Linked DNA regions of Mus musculus: region 2 is linked to region 1. Evidence: chromatin contacts called from public promoter capture Hi-C data. All regions are on one chromosome and are shown on one strand. The core of a region is the stretch at or near the end of the contact, and the rest is flanking DNA. Distances in the headings are between cores, read along the strand shown. Region 1 holds the start of 4930430F08Rik (RIKEN cDNA 4930430F08 gene). Region 2 has its middle 150 kb from the start of Alx1.

What was found. Promoter capture Hi-C pulls out the DNA fragments that hold promoters and counts their contacts.
Region 2: a contact with region 1 is called in a promoter capture Hi-C map of 3T3-L1-derived adipocytes, with 12 times the contacts expected there. The contact joins the enhancer-like site here to the promoter of 4930430F08Rik in region 1. A contact is called at or near these places in 5 of 39 promoter capture datasets (the 3T3-L1 cell line, 3T3-L1-derived adipocytes, cranial neural crest and 2 more) and 1 of 115 datasets of contacts at active chromatin or transcription factors (astrocytes).

The regions. Positions count from the first base shown.
Region 1 is chr10:100,584,071-100,592,022 of GRCm38.p6, reverse strand. 4930430F08Rik (RIKEN cDNA 4930430F08 gene) reads left to right here and starts at 2,764. Exons shown (of 7, transcript NM_175128.2): 1 at 2,764-2,996; 2 at 5,715-5,832. The coding sequence starts at 2,907. It also overlaps a transcript of 1700017N19Rik not described here.
Region 2 is chr10:102,874,213-102,882,164 of GRCm38.p6, reverse strand. No RefSeq gene overlaps it. Among named protein-coding and RNA genes, the nearest start is that of Alx1, 150 kb to the left of the region's middle. Within about 2 kb of position 3,849, at least 19 of the 459 cell types and tissues checked have an H3K27ac peak or open chromatin away from gene starts, as enhancers often do.

The DNA.
Region 1 (7,952 bases), core at 1,515-4,014:
TAATTATGATACAATTGATTATTTATGTACCTGGTGCCATACACTGACTTAGGAAATATCACATGCAGATTTTAACACAGTAATATTCATTAAAATAAGTAGGGGTACCTATTCATCCGGTGGCTTTATTACATTTTCATCCATCCTGAAAAGAGAATTCGTGTCATCCAATAGCAAATGCTTTATTTCCAGAGTGCTCAAAAATTTGTAGAATTTGTGGAAAACCATGGGAAGTCCTCTGATTCCCAGACCAAGACATTTTAATGAGCAGTTTTGAAAATCTTCATGCACCTTTCCTATATTAATCAGAACCTAGTATAAGTGAGGAATATTCATCACAGGGCACCTAGGGTTTGACTGGAGACAACTGAACACATTGGATCAAAGCATGTTTTGAAATACTTCAAACTTTGGATTGAAATCTCAACGGATCAAGACAAACACCGATTTCCACTTTAAGTAAAATGGTAAATTGTCATGAATTTTTTGAATCCATAGTATAGAGTATTAATCTTGGAAATAAAACTAAATTTAGAAAAAAGATGGTTTGCTTATAATTAATAGGATGGAGGCAGTGTTAAAAGTAAAGGAGCAGATGAAGATTCGTCACCGCCCTTGAAAATGTTGATAAATACGTAAACATAAGCCTTGCCCTTCGGTTAGCCCTTTTTCTCTTCAGCTCTGCAACAGCAAAGTGCCCATCTTAACAGGCAAGTGGGAGAAACAGCTCTAAGAAGAGGGGCTCATCCAGTCTCCTCCAGATGAGTTCCCTGATGAAGGGCAGAGTTTCAAACCTAGTTAAGTGATTTCACACTGGAAAAGATCTGAAAAGTGCTGATACCTCTTGACAGCTGACAGCATGGCAAAATCAGCCCTCCGAATGAATAAATAAATAAATAATAAAAATTTTAAAAATTCCTTCATTGTGTAACTTTTGTTAATCCTAGAATACCCCAAACTCTTCCTTTTCCTCTTTTAGGTTCGTTCCTTTTCCTATCACTTCTTTTTATTTCCCACTCTCACCCCATGTCCTGTTGCAGATTTCATTTTAGTCTTCTACAGAAAGCTATGATTCTACTTGAGAGGATTTTTTTTTTGACTCCCTGTAATGAAAAGTGATAGGAAATGTGTCTTCGAAAACAGACCCAGAAATTCTGTCTTATGCTGGTCAGGATAGATTCACATGGAGTTTCTTCTTGGTGTGTGCTAGCTTAATAACATATCAGAGAAGAAGAAGAAAAAAAAGTCTTTTTCAATTTATTCTGTAGCACTCCTCTAAGGGCAGGGGTGGGTGGGGCTCTACCAGCTCTGTATGGGAATCAGGGGAAGCTAAAGGCTGGCATCCATTAGACTAGAAGCACAGTTTACATCTATAACCTGATCTTGTGATGTTTTCCTGCTGTGGACTCTTCTGTTCCTGTTGGAAACCTTTCTCCAGGCATTTAAGAAGCCAAAATATAGCTGTTGGTCCTTCCAGAGAGAGACTTAGAGCAAGTGGAATGTTTTTGGAAGATTATCTTTTCTAAGAAATGGCAGAATGTTGGATCTAGAATATTCTGTGGCAGTTTGGGAAATGACAGTTGAGAGCTTTCAAAGGTCATTTAATTGTCTGAAACCTACAAGATGGGCTGTTGCTTAGGATTCCTCTAGAGCCTCAAAGAAGGTACCAACACTTGACTTTAAAAGGCTAAAACGTTTCTAGTTTCAATACAACCCAGCCAGAAACTTGTAACTTGTAGGTCCTCTCTCCCTACACCAACCCCTTTGTTTTGTGTAAAATTGTGTGTGTTTAGGTATATTTCCCTCCCTCCCTCCCTCCCTCCCTCCCTCCCTCCCTCCTTCCCTCCCGAGTCAGTAAACACAAAACTGTAAACTTGTTTTTAAGAACATTTTATTCTTTGAGAGTCCCCTGACATATACATGCTTTCAAGTGAGACAAGGTTATTTGATTTTTTTTTTCAAGAACTAAGTAAGTAAAACGCTAGGCAGTAGGATACCTGCTGATTAAACATTTATAAAAATATTAATTGGAATTATAAAACAATTGTGGAAACATAAATTGGCTTCTTCAATTACCTAAGATAGTAAGGGCAAAAATCTCCCTGTGATTTCAGGTTTTAATGAGATAGGTCTACTACTAGAATATATTTTTTATTCAAGCATCAATTTTATTATTTCCTTGTAATGTCCTTTTAGACAGTAAGTCAAATGAAGCTGTTTCAAGTCTTTTGTTGGATTCCCAAGAAAAACTCGACAGAGATTTTTGTTATTTCTATGTTTTTGAACTTGTTTAATTTTTACTCTCATTGGAAAGGTTATCAAAAAACAAACTGTACACTGCGTGGTGATTAATTCAAACAAATTCAGTTTTGTTCATTGTAAGGTTTGTTTGTTTGAATGTTTTTCCTGGGAAGTCAGTTTTTCTGTCAGAACATTAGGGAATGTCTGAAAGTATTTTCTAAACTTCTCTGGGTTTCCAATCCCTTACATTTGATAGAAAATAAGCAGGTAAGAGAGTTTCATTAGAAACATGCTAAAATGCATCCTAAAGTGATTTATTACTTATAACTTAACATTAATTCCCGAAAACATCATCGATACTAAGTAGTGGCCAAGTATACAACATCGGGTAACGGTTCTTTTATTTTTATTTTTAATTGGACATCAAAACACAGGGGAATCACGCATGTGGAGGCGCATGCTCTGTAGCCTCGCGGTCGCACTACAATTCCCAGAATGCACCGCGACTAGGCGGTCGCTTCCGGTAGTGAGTCCCCGCCTCTCTCCGGAGTGGACCTTGGTGGTGCAGTTAGGATCTTCTGGCTGGTGTTTGGATTCTAGCTCATTTCTGCAGACTTCCTCCGCCCGGGGCCCAGCGCAGTGGAGACAGGTTGCGCGTGGGCAACATGAAGCGCCTGGGCTCGGTGCAGCGGAAGATGCCGTGTGTGTTTGTGACGGAGGTGAAAGCTGAGCCTTCAGCCAAGCGGGAGCATCAGGTACCCGGCGGCGAGTGCTGCTGGGCGGCTCCTCCAGTGCTGCGCTGCTGCCCCGGAGCCCAGCACGTTTTACCCGGGAGGTCTGGGTGAAGTTCCCATTTCCCCTGACCTCCAGCTTCTTGTATCTTCTTAGTTGCAAGGAGTGTGGGAGAGTCCTTTGTAAATTGTATCCTCCCCGATCAGGTGATTCAAACGTGTTCTGGCAGATTTGAAAACCTACTTGGTCATCTTCCCTTAACAGCACTGGAATAATGAGATATCATGGTAGTCTAACATGGAACTACTGTCAAAAGTCTGATGAGAAGGCATTGTTTACCTGTTGTGTGCTAGGCACCTATGGCATTGCTGACAGCTAGCCTAACTAGGTCACGCAAATCAGACCTCGTGTAATTTCTTGCTTAATTTGAGTTCTCATCCGAAGGTGTACTAGTCGTATTGCTACGTGTTTTACACATAGTGAGCCTTTAGTGAAAGTAAGAGAATGAATATATAGATAGCTTATATCAGTATGGTTCTTTGATATGTAGCAGTTCTTAACTTCTCACTCAGGATCTGCATGTGCATCTGAAGTGACTTTTCAACATTACCGCTGAACCTTTGGCCCTCTGGTCTTTTTATTTTTTTATTTTTTGTAATTAGCGTACAAAGAGGTTTCCTCGTGTCATTTTCTTAATAATTTAGGTTGTCCCCTCTCCCCTTCAACAAACTTCACAAGCTCCCTGTAATCTCCAAATCTCCAGCTCGCTCCCCCACCCCCCACTCCCGCTACCATTTTGGTGCTCTATCACTCTCCCATCACCTTTAGAGCCTGACTCTTAACACAGATGAACAGATAAACTCTGGGCTGGGGCAATATGGGAGACTCCATTAGAGGGGGGCTTCTTCTCTGACCTTGTTGGGGAATTCTAAGCCCTCACATAGCCTGCAGCCTCAATTAGCACACAGGACCATTCTCTTTCTAATGGAAAGAACAGCACTTGAGATTCCTTAAAAGCTTCTTCCCTAATGAGGCATTTTGGTAACCTAAACCCTCAGCCAATGAATGACCTTTCTGCCCATCCCACCCTCAGACACTCAAAACATAAGCCTTGAATCACCCAAAGTAATATGCCTCCTGATAGTTGGTCGCCGTGTGGGTATTCACAGTATACATTCACAGGGCTTCCGAATCCTCTTGCACCCACTACGCGACCTCTGCCATCTCTGTTCGCTTGTGGACCATATTGGTCTCTGATCCAAGAGACTGGGGAGACCCACAGGTTAGTAGCTCAGGATAAACCCCAGAGTATTGCACATGCTAGATGAGAAATGCTTCCCCGTGCCCGTTGAGCTCCATCCCTGTCCTGTAAGATGCTCTGTGACTTGAAGGTCTTATGCAGATCATCATGTAAGACCATCACAGCTGACATGCTGACCAGAGATGACATGCTAAGAGAAGAGAAATGTGATGTTTGATCATGTTGTTGAGGAGATCAGTCATGAAAAGGGTGCATTCATGAAGCATTTTGACTTTGGCTTTTTAAAGAAATTGTCAATTTTAGGAACTGCTGGTTTTGTTTTGTTTTGGAGGAACATTGAAAGGAAGACTAGAATTACCCCAGAAAGTTCTTAGTGATACATATCTCTATGATGAGATCATACATCTTGTTCTTACTTCTATATATTCTAACATGTTTCTATGGTAAGCGTGTGGATTTCAGCTTTGCAAGGAAGTCTTAAAAATGGAAAGTAGGAGCCATGTTTTTATCATTTTCTGAAAATATGGCCTGAGACAGAGGCCATCTCTGCTAGACCCCCACTACAACTGAGAGCCAAGTGTGATTTGAAAAAATGAATTTTGTAAATATCTCATTATATTAATGACTCCAAGACTTAATCTTGGAGTGTGGGGAATCATGACTGGTAAATACACTGGTTGAACCAGAACAGCCTCTGGAATTAAGCAAGCATGAGATCTAACTTTACCTGTACTTTGTTCCAAACACACCCAAACACGTGTACGGACTTGCATTCTACAGATGTGAGAATGTCCTGACTGTGGGCCTTTTCTTCCCATCTATCAGGCCTGATGTTTCTCCACAGAGGACTCCCTGAGCCGTTCTCCTATCCCTTTTCCTCTTTGGTACTTCTCGGTGTTGTAGCCCACCAAAGCTGAGCACTTCTTTATCCGTCTCTGTATTCCCAGTGTCAAGAATAGTGTTTATTGTAGATAATGCATGGTCACAAAGAATAGGATCGTGCACCTTGAACCTGTGCTGAGGATGCAACACAGAGTAAGGCATGTCTCCCGGCTTCATTGTGGTGGGTGAGATGCACGCCAATACCCAACAGTCTGTCTAGAAGTCGAATTTTACTGTGATCACATTTTTAAACAAAAAGGGTAGGTGAGCTGGTGTGGTAGAACAGGAAGGGGGTCCCAGAACTACAGCCTAAAGCAAACGGGTCAGGATATTAAGGGCAGTCTGGGCTGCAGAGTGACACAGTCCTAAAAAAGAATTAAAACAAAAACAAAACAAAACAAAACCAAAAACCAGAAACTAAAACAAAACAAAAAAGCAAATAATTCAGGAAACTTCATAAATGACTTCAACCTTTCTTACAGAATGGAAAGACAGACCGACCTTTAGAACTGATGAAACTAGGCACAGTTCAGGTGAGCCTATGTGTGAAGGCAGAGGCTGTGTATCTTACACCCGTTTTTCTCTCTCTTCTTTTAAGCCATTTAAAGTTTTGGCAACTGAAACTCTAAGTGAAAAGGCGTTAGATGCAGACGTGTACAATGCGGTTGCAACAGAAAAAGTGGATGGAACATGCTGCTATGTTACTAACTACAAAGGTAAAATCCAACTGGCATGTTTACTCAAAGTACTGTTGTATAAATCTGCACCATCTGAGCTGGGTATTGACTCTTAACTCTTGCAAACCTAACTATCTTAGTGAGTAAAATAAATCAGTGGATTTGTTTCCTTTTCTTGGGGAAAGAAAAGACATGTGACTACCATTAACTTGTTACCATGAAAGGCCAGGTAGCCCGACAGATAGGTGTTACATGGTCCCTCATTTGCATAATAAGCCTTTCTATATCAAGAATGAGGAAACTGAGTCTCAGCGGGGTTCAGTAATGCCAGGTAATGAATGGCCGCACAGTAATGGAACCTGGCTTTGTCCACCTCGGAAGCTTGTCACTGCAGTGTCCCAGTGCAGTGTCCAGTGCTTTCATTCCCACTGGCCAGGTCTCTGATCAGGGACATACTCTAGAAAGAAAGTTCACAGTGATGATATTTAGGGAGAGCCATTATTTGTAATTACTAAATGACGGTGAGATTAACTCTCAGTTCCAAGGACAAAAATAGGTAGATGAGCTAGATGTAGTCCTTGGTGTCAAGGAATGTTCTGAAATGCACTTTAAAACTTTTTTTCTACTGTGATAAGATACACAGAAAGATTTACCATCGGAACTATACTTTAAATGGTGTGTCACACTGGCATTAAGGACATTCACATGATCTTACCATCCCCACTACTCACCTGCAGAATACTCCATCTTCCAGAACTTCAACTGCTTGCTGGGAACTCCCTCATCCACCTCCCCTCTCCACAGAGCCCAACCCTCAGCCTCTTAGCCCAAACTTTGTCTCTTAATTTGACTGTAGGTAACACATGTGAATGGCCTCTTTGTGGCTGGCTTACTCTCTTAGCTTAGTGCAATGTCTTACCCTATTGGAATAAATCATATGTCAGATCATGTATAATTTTAAGATTGCTTATTGTATACATAGCCCATTTTGTTCACTTCAGTCACTGATGGGCATGCGGATTGCCGTTGTGGAAAATGAAACAAACAGCGCTAGATTCGTCTCCTGAAGTACTGCCTTCACATAGGATTACTGGATCATATGTTAATATTCATTTAGAAAATCTGAGTACCCGTTACTCATTTTCCATAATGGTCACACTAGACGTTCTTGCTTCTAGAAATTCCAATTTTTCTATATCCATTCTCTGACTGTTCTTATTACTATTGGTGATAGTAGCCATACTAATGATAATGTATGAAGCACACTTTTTATGTTTACCAGTGAAAAGCACAAAAGGTTTATTCAACCAGAAACTATAGTTTTTATCTAGTTCTTTATATTATGTATGTGGCTGACTAGTAATAGGATTGTAATTAACAATTTTTATGAAACTGATTTATATATTGGCGTAAGTTCTATCGGGCTCTTATTCATATGTGTGATGCGCATGATGGGTGAAATTACTGTTGGAGCTTTACTGCTCAAGAATGCTCACAGGACTCAGATGACAGGTGAATAAATACAAAATCAAATAAGGATATCAGAAGTAAGTCTATCTCCGAGCAGAGCACCTGGAAATGCCACGGCAAGTCTGTCTCTTATCCTGCTTTTGTCCCGCAGGACACATTTTTCTCAGCGTGGGAACCACTGCTGGGATCAGGAACTTGAAGTCAAGTCTTAGTTGTGGAATTTTCTGGTTTTACTTGTTGCCTACAGATCTTCCAGCTACCTAAGCAGTAGCACCAGCAAGCTATGCAGAAGTCTCAGGGAAGCCAGGTGCAATTCAAACGTCTCACTTTTAGCAATAAGGAATATTGGCACAGTGCCCTCACACTGTTACAACCAGATTACAAAACCAGTGTGTGTAATGACTTGACCTTGAATTAAGCCCATGCTGCAGGGTAATGTTCAGGGTATGTGTCAGTACAATCGCCTGGCTATGCTCACTCTCCTTTAGGAAGGGACCAGGGAGCATTCTGATCAAAGGGTTGTGAATTCTTGTCACCCTCTTTATTTAACAAAGGACGAGCATCCTATCTCACACTGGGATGAGGCCTCCATCCTGCACACCGGAGACTGTTTCTCTTGTCTTTCAAGGACCTTGGTTTTCTTACAGAAAAAAAACAAAACTATTTTGTTTTGTTTGATTGAATTTTGA
Region 2 (7,952 bases), core at 2,600-5,099, 2.3 Mb before region 1:
AAAGGCATATTGAATAAATCATCCGTTTACAGGTTTTCTGAACTAGGGTACTGATTGGCTGGTGCTTTTTCCTAAAAGGAGGGTATCAATAGATCTGCTTAAGGCTTGATTCCACTGAGTGTGTTCCTGAAACAGCTTTCCCTGTGACCGATGGAATGTTCATCCATTCAGACGCTGAGGCATTGGTCTTTGCACAGTAAATTCATTGTAGGCTGTCTTTATTGCTGGTGGGGGGAACCTCCAAAGGTCAGAAGTCCAGATTGCTTCAAATAAACATCCAGGGTCTCAGATGCTTTTTTGAAATGGGCCCAAGTTTATTTGAACCTCCTTTCTCTGGTTTGGAAATCAGGCTGAAATTTTCACAGAAACAGATTTTTCTTATGAGATCTCAGAAATGTTGTGGTTTACAGTAAAGTAATAAACAAGCTTGAAAAATGAAAAGCAAAATTGGCTCTAACTCACCTGGTTTCATTCTACTAAATGCCTGAGACTGAGTGGCATTGTACAAACTTGAAGAAGAAAAAAAATAAAAAAAAGGTAAACAGCCTTTGGCTGTGGTTTAGCCTAGAATTCTAAGGTTCAAGAAAACATTTTTGCCACTCTCTCCTCTGTTTTTGAGGTCCTGTGATAGTTGTCTGTTTTGCCGTACACCTCATGTCTTGTCTTTTGGAGACCAGTGCATTCATATTCCATTTTCAGACTGCTAATGAAGACTTCAGTGTTATGAAATGAGATAATCTCTATGTGTTTGCAGGAACAAGTGAATTGAAACTGTGGTGTTTGCATGATATATGCAAAATGAGAAAGAAGGGAGGATTCTCAACACTTATGGCTACATACCACTTGTAACAAGTGGTTTTTTGTTTTGTTTTGTTTTGGTAACAGCAATGACATTAAAGAGGCATTTTATCTCCATTTATAAATGGTGACATGTAGCATGCTTTTGAAGGCTTGCTAACTTGCTCAAATTTGCATTTACATTGCTGCTATTAGGGAGGTGAAAAGGCTGGGTTAGCGATTGGTGCTATGGTTGCTCAGGCTCAAAGACCATACACTCTACAAATCTGTAAACCTTTCTGTCAGGCCATTAAGGTCAACCCAAGAGATTTTAGTCTGCTTACTTCTAATGAAAGTCACAAATACTATTTATTGTTTTCATAATGTATTATATATCTTATAAACTACATAGGAAATTTATCAGATTTTTTAAAAACTATGGCGGAACTAGGTAAACTCTATGCTAAAGAAAGTCAATTTTCATATGACTGCTCCATCTTTATCACACACTCACTGAGAACACTCCAACAAGGCGAGAAATGGGTTTTGATACGTTTGTGCAAATGAAGAAAACATAGCAGCTAGGAAATGAAATGATTTTTGCAGGTCTTGAAATTAGGAGACATCATGAAGGAACTCCAAGTCAAACCCTTTCCCGTATATGAATTGTTCTTTGCTAAGCAATGTTTTAGAATTATGTGGGTGTTCAGTTCCTAATGTCTTTTGCATCGTCTCTTCCTTACAAGTTTAAATAACAGTGACTGTTCCCTTTAGGGTTGTCATATAATACAGCTTTGCACATATATTGTGCTTCTGATACAAAGAGTCCTATGCCCACTGATAAAATCCAAACTGCTTTTTTTTTTTTTTTTTTTTTTTTTTTGTTGCAAAGCTCAAAATAGTCTGGACACATGATACCAGGACTGATCGTTGCTACCCATTTAAGTTACGTATTAAGTCTAAATTTAATCAAGGCCACATTTTATTTATACATTTCATGCATTAAACTCATTTAAACTTTTAGTCAGATTGCATTAGAAGAAATACCCCCGTGTACATCACGCAGCAGCAAAGCTAGTGTTGTGTGCTCCAGGAATTTGAAAGGAGCTAGAGATCGGGAGTCTGATTTCAACCTTTCTTTTTCTTTCTCTTCCCCTGTGCTTGCAGCAGGTCTGTTGTGGGGCACACAGTTTGTTTCCTAACATCACTAATATAGTCAGCATGCTATGTACAAATGTGTAAACACAGACATTCCCTGTAATCAGGGAGGTTGGTATCTTAAGGCAAGATTATGTTTTTTTTAGGAAATGCAATTTATGTTCAGGATTGGATTTCGTTTGCAGACTGATAACGTCTGGGGTTCAAGAGGATGATAATAGCATTGTATTTTAACAGCCTGCCTGGCATCTGAGACCTCCAGCCTTCTTAGGCAGTTGTGTCTTATGATCTCAAGTTAAAAGATGTTAATTCTTCCTTTCTTTGAATGATGGCCAGCATGAGTGATATGAAAATTATTTAAACCTATAAAATCTGTAGCGCGAATAAGCCACATAGTCGAATGCAAGGAAATACAGAGAGACATGGGAAAAAAATATGCAGGGACACCAGGACTAACATCCATCTTCACAAGTCAGGAAATTAAAATTTATGTCTGGAACTCTGGTACCCTTGAGGTTGAGGTTGTTGGGTGGGGACCGTGTTAGACACGATCCTTAGACTATAATCATTTTAGTCTGGTTAAGGCATTGCCCTAATATTATAAGACAAGTTAAATATATGATAAATATTCGTCCTCCTTTCAAATACAAGTTGAAATAAATCCACCCAAATACCACTTGGTATTATAGCTTTCTCTATAAATCAATCCATTCACTTAAAAAAAAAAACAAAAACAAAAACACAAAACAAAACAAAACAAAAAAGAAAACTGCTGCATGTCTTTTCCAGAGCCTTAAAAATAAATGTTAAATGTTTTTGCAAGTTTAATCATCAGTTTCCATGGCCAAAGCGCAGGTTTCCCCCAATATTAAATTCACTGGATCATTTTTACTACTCTTTGTCTTTCTCCTTCCCATTCCTTCTTCTCTTCTTCCTTCTTCTGATCTTTCGGTTTCTTTTTAAAATGTTAAGCCAGGAAAGTTGAGAGCTGAGGGCCCAGCAGCTCCTCTAAGCAGTGGATACATGTATCAGGTAAAAAAAGAAGTAAAGCTTTCTTCAGCTGAGTCTCTTCGAGTTCAAATAAATTTTAAAAAAAGTCCCTAATGAATTGAGTACCGAGAACTTTTCTTAGTGCCTCGGAGTCCTTTTTAAGCCTGGTAATAGGTACTGTGAGCGGGGAGACCAGACCACAGAAACCTCAACCTGCCTGGGTTGTGCTTGGAGCGCTGCAGCAACATTGACCGGAGCAAGCGGAGCTTAAGATCATTTGCTCAAACATATTTTCTAAACAACACGTGTGTCAATTCGAAGGACAGGTCTGGAACATGCGGTCTTGACCTGATTTTACAGCATCGGGACGCTGTATGGCATTATAATCATCGAATGTTTAGCTGTGCCCTTATAGGCACAAGTTTGTGCACAAACATTATATCTCATGATTCTTCCAAAACACTTGGAAAAAATAGTGTAGTTTTTTGTTTGTTTGTTTGTTTGTTTTTTAATAATCTTTTATTGTGGTCCTCTGCTTGCTCTACCTCAACTAAAATGATATTCGGTGCTATTAAGACTATTTATTTAATGAGAATGTTTCCGTTTGGCATGTACCATAACGAGTACGGATTTTTTTTTTTTTTTTTTTTTGTTGCTGCTGTTGCTGCTCATTAAGTGTTTCTGACAAAGAGCTAAAGTATTGGGAATCAGAAGCTGAACTGGAGACAGTTCACATCACTTTAGCTGCAGTCTTGTTGTCTTAACTGGGGAGTAAAATATTAGCCCTGCCTAACCTACCTTTTCCATTAGGTGTAAAAAACACTCTCTACAAGTGGAGAATATGAAAGCCAGCTCTCGACTGATTGCTTGCATGTTATTCCTATGCACGCCCATTGTCATAAGCTGGCGCTGGGCGAGCCCCTGATTCTAACCATATGCTGTAGGCAGAAAAGCTTGGAGGAGTTTCCTCTAGGGTGCCAGCACCAAGTCCTGCTGGATCCCCAGGCTCCGGGAGAAAATGAAAACTGCAAGTTCTCCCGTGATGAGATTTCATCCAGATGGTCCGTGAGTTTATATATTAAATAATGAATTCTGGACGTTTAAGTAGTGTCTTTAAATTGTAAAGTCCATATAAATTTGTCCACTGGAGGGCGCACGAAGGCCATAATACTGAAGCCAACTCTCAGGCCGGAAACTGAAAATCTAATTTAAAATATATCACTTGAGTGGATTAATTCATAACTACTGTAATTCTAATAAGATTACTAATTTATAGTGTCAAACGACATTCAGACCTCTGCTCTGGCTTTCTCTTAAGCAGCCTGCTGAGCTGTTGAAAAATAATTCAACATTCGGGAACGTAAAGAAACTTAAGGTACACAGCTAATAATCTGGAATTCAAAAAAATAAAGACTAAAATTATTTTTTTGAATGTGTGTATTGACTCCAATTGTCAGGACAATTTCTGTGCAACAAAGCAGAATAGGTATATTACGTCAGCCAATTACCTACAACACAGCATGACTCACTCTATGAACTTCAATTTAAAAAAAGAAAGATGAATCTCTGTTGGAAGGCATTGAGACTAAATACGCATTACTTTGTGTCTAACGAATAAACATCATTAATGTGATCTACAAGGCAATGCCTTTGTGAAGTTTTATTTACCCTAAGAAAGTGCCTGTGCGTGTATGCTCAAACAATTCATAGAATACTCATAGAATACTCATCAATGAATTTGAGGCTTATATTCACTTTATTTTATTGGAGATCTTTCAAAGGGAATCTCAGTATGGAATGTTAGTTCACATCAGTATTGCCTTTTCTTGCTCTGTTTGATTTTTGAGACAGGATATGTTTTCGGGGGAGATGTGGCTGCTCTGGAACTCACTCTGTAGACCAGACTAGCCTTGAACTCAGAAATCTGCCTGCCGCTGCCTCCCAAGTGCTAGGATTAAATGACTGAGCCTTGTAAGCCTAAACTCATCATTGTCTTTTGGAGGTCTGGCTTTCTTACATTGGGGAACTCTGATTTGGAGAAACCTGCTGTTCTTTACTTTGTCTAATGAACCGTGCTGATCACCCAGGAGACAGAGCACTGTGAGGTCTTTCTCTATTGGTTTAACAATTTCATTACATTTCTGTAATGGAGTCCTGTGATTGTTTTACTCTCTCTCTTGCTCTACAAATGGAGGCTGGAACTGTACAGCGCTTTCAGGTAGAAAAGACCTCCTTAAGACAGAAAGGGGGCTTTCAGGTAGACATGTGTTGGCAGTAAAGAAGTAATTAGTCTTTTGCAATTAACAGGTCATCAGTCTGAGTAAAATGACTGGTGCAGCCAGAATGCACTACTAGCTATTGTTGTCATTGTGAAGACAGAATCCCTAATGCTGATGTTGTTTGGGTTTACCAAAAACAGCTCTAAAGCTGAAACTGATAAATGCAACCACTGTTTCTTTCTTATTGGCTTCATTAATTTTTTGAGAATTTCACACACGAGAACTGTCTTTACAGTACTCTTCCCCTGCCCTGTTCCTTCTGTGTCACTCCTACATCTTCTAAAGTTCATGGATATATCCATATCTATCTATATCTATGTCTACATCTACATCTACACCATCTCTATGTCTATATTTATATCTATATGTGTGTGTCTGTGTATGTCTGTGTGTGTCTTTGTGTGCCTGTGTATTCAGTAGTAGGCTATCTTCTAAAGTTCAAAGCATCCTCAAAGACAACAAAGATGAAAAGAGAGACAGAGAGTTATGATCCACGCAGATGGAAAAGTATTTTTGGCAGAATTCCCTTCTAATACCTCTCAAATTACACAACATAACATGTTTAATAAATTGAAATAATTATTTGCGAAATAGTTTTTGAAAAACTTAAAACAAATTTTAAATCATCACAACGACAAACATGGAAACAAACCAAACCCCATGATATCCGGTGGGGTTTAAACTTTTGCCTCCTCAGCATTGTATAATGCTTCTCTTAAGGCGGTAAAAAAGTAATGATATTTTCTAATGTAATGAAATTTTCTAAATAATTTGATTAAGACAATGGCATCTAACTACTTCAATAATAATTAGGTATGGTAATTGGGTGAGTAAATTTAAATGACACGAAGAGAGTTAGCAGAAACAGTAAAATGAATAATGCAAGTTTTTCACTATTGCAGTGTGTTGGCTGTGAAATGAGGGGGGTTTGAATCTCCCAAACTCAGTAACAGTAGATAAAAATCATGTAAAATTTGAAAATGAGCTCTCTAGTGAGGTGGCCTCCAGTGCCATTTCTTAGTTTTATTTGCTGAGGCGGGAAAGAACATAAATTTGGGTGGATATGGAGCTGTGGAGGATCTGGAAGGAGTTGGGATGGGGAAAACACGATCAAAATACACAGTGTGAGAAATTGTGATAATTAAATGCAGAAATGTCTGTACTCATTTTTGAGTATGCATCTCCCTCCTTGTTCTGTCTCCCCGTTCATTTTTATAAAGATATATTCTACGGAACAAGAATTTTCAGCGTTAGTGTATTTCTAAGTATCTAATTTTCCTCTTTCAGGCCATCACGAGACCAGGAAATATGTGCCCAGATATTTCTAAAAGAGTTCATTTGTCTTTCATGTCTTACCCCATTGTGAAGTAGCACTGGCCTTGCTGGGATTCTAAGGCATGCTAGCTAACAATGTCAAGTTTGCTCGGTCATAATATTAAAAGAACAATGTTCTTGGTGCCTCTTAAGTGGGAGTAGGGGAACGTTTAAGAAGTAAAACTTAATTATCTGTAGTTAAATTTAAAAATTTTTGTTATTTGATCTAAATATGCCTAAAGCACAATCCAGTGGATCTTTACAGCTACAAGTGAATTGTTTGGTGAAACAACTCTTGCTTTTAGTGGTGAGAGTGTCTTTTTATGACTTCAGTATATTCTGTGAACACTTTTGCTTTATAGAACAAACTTTTCTGACTTGAGGAAGACTGGGGCACATGTTTTCTTCTCAGTACTTCTTGGTCCTGGTGTGATTTCATCTTTCCTTGTTTTTTTTTTTTTTTTTTTTTTTTTTTTTTTTTTTTGTTGTTGTTGTTTTTTTGTTTTTTGGTTTTTGGGTTTTTTTTTTGTTTTTTTTTTCCTATAAAGAAAAATGGTATGAATGACAAAGAAAAATGTAATCAGTAAAATGCTCTGTGAACTTTAGGACTTGTATGAGTTCTTGAGTTTCTGTGCTGTTGAAAGTCCTTTAGAGTTCTCTCCAGTTCTTAAATACTTTTGCCAGCTTATTTGAATATAATAAAATTTAATTTGCAGGCCTAATGTAGTTCATTGTTCTTGTTGGCATCCTTTAAAGGCTCTTTAGAGTCTCTATTCACCTTGATTTTGTTGACATCCTCTAAACAGTCTCTGTACTCATTTCAAACTCTGACTACTAGGGAAAAATCGAATCTAATAGGTAGTAGGTGTCCCAACTCTTCTACCAGCTTCCCTTAGTTCTCATGTCCCCTCTAGCCTTCCTTCATCCCATCCACCTGCCTATTTGTTACTGTTCTCCGAAGAGAAAATCCAAATTGGATAGGTAATTATAAGAGCTAAACATAATCATGAAATGCATGCTACAAATTGGGGATTCAGGAATCCAAGAGTGGATCAGTCCAAAGCTGCAGGTCTGAGAAGCAGAGGAGCTGACAGTCAGTCTGTTGGTCCAGAGACAAAGGCATGAGAACCCAGAAGGATTTTGAAGAAATAAATCTCTAGTTCAAAGGTCCTGGATTTCAGAATTCTATTGTCAAAGGTTGGGAGGAAGAATGTGTCAGCTTCAGGACAGTGGGGATTCGATTCGACATGTATTTGCAGGGGAGAATATAGATTGTGATCCTTCATAATGAGTAACCATTAAAAACTGTCATAAAATAATTTGTGATATAGTTTGTCAAGAACTACCCTCAGTTTTACAGTTGGCACTTTAGCCTGACACAAGGTTACAGCTGTTGATTGGAAATTATATATATATAATTGAGATTATATATAT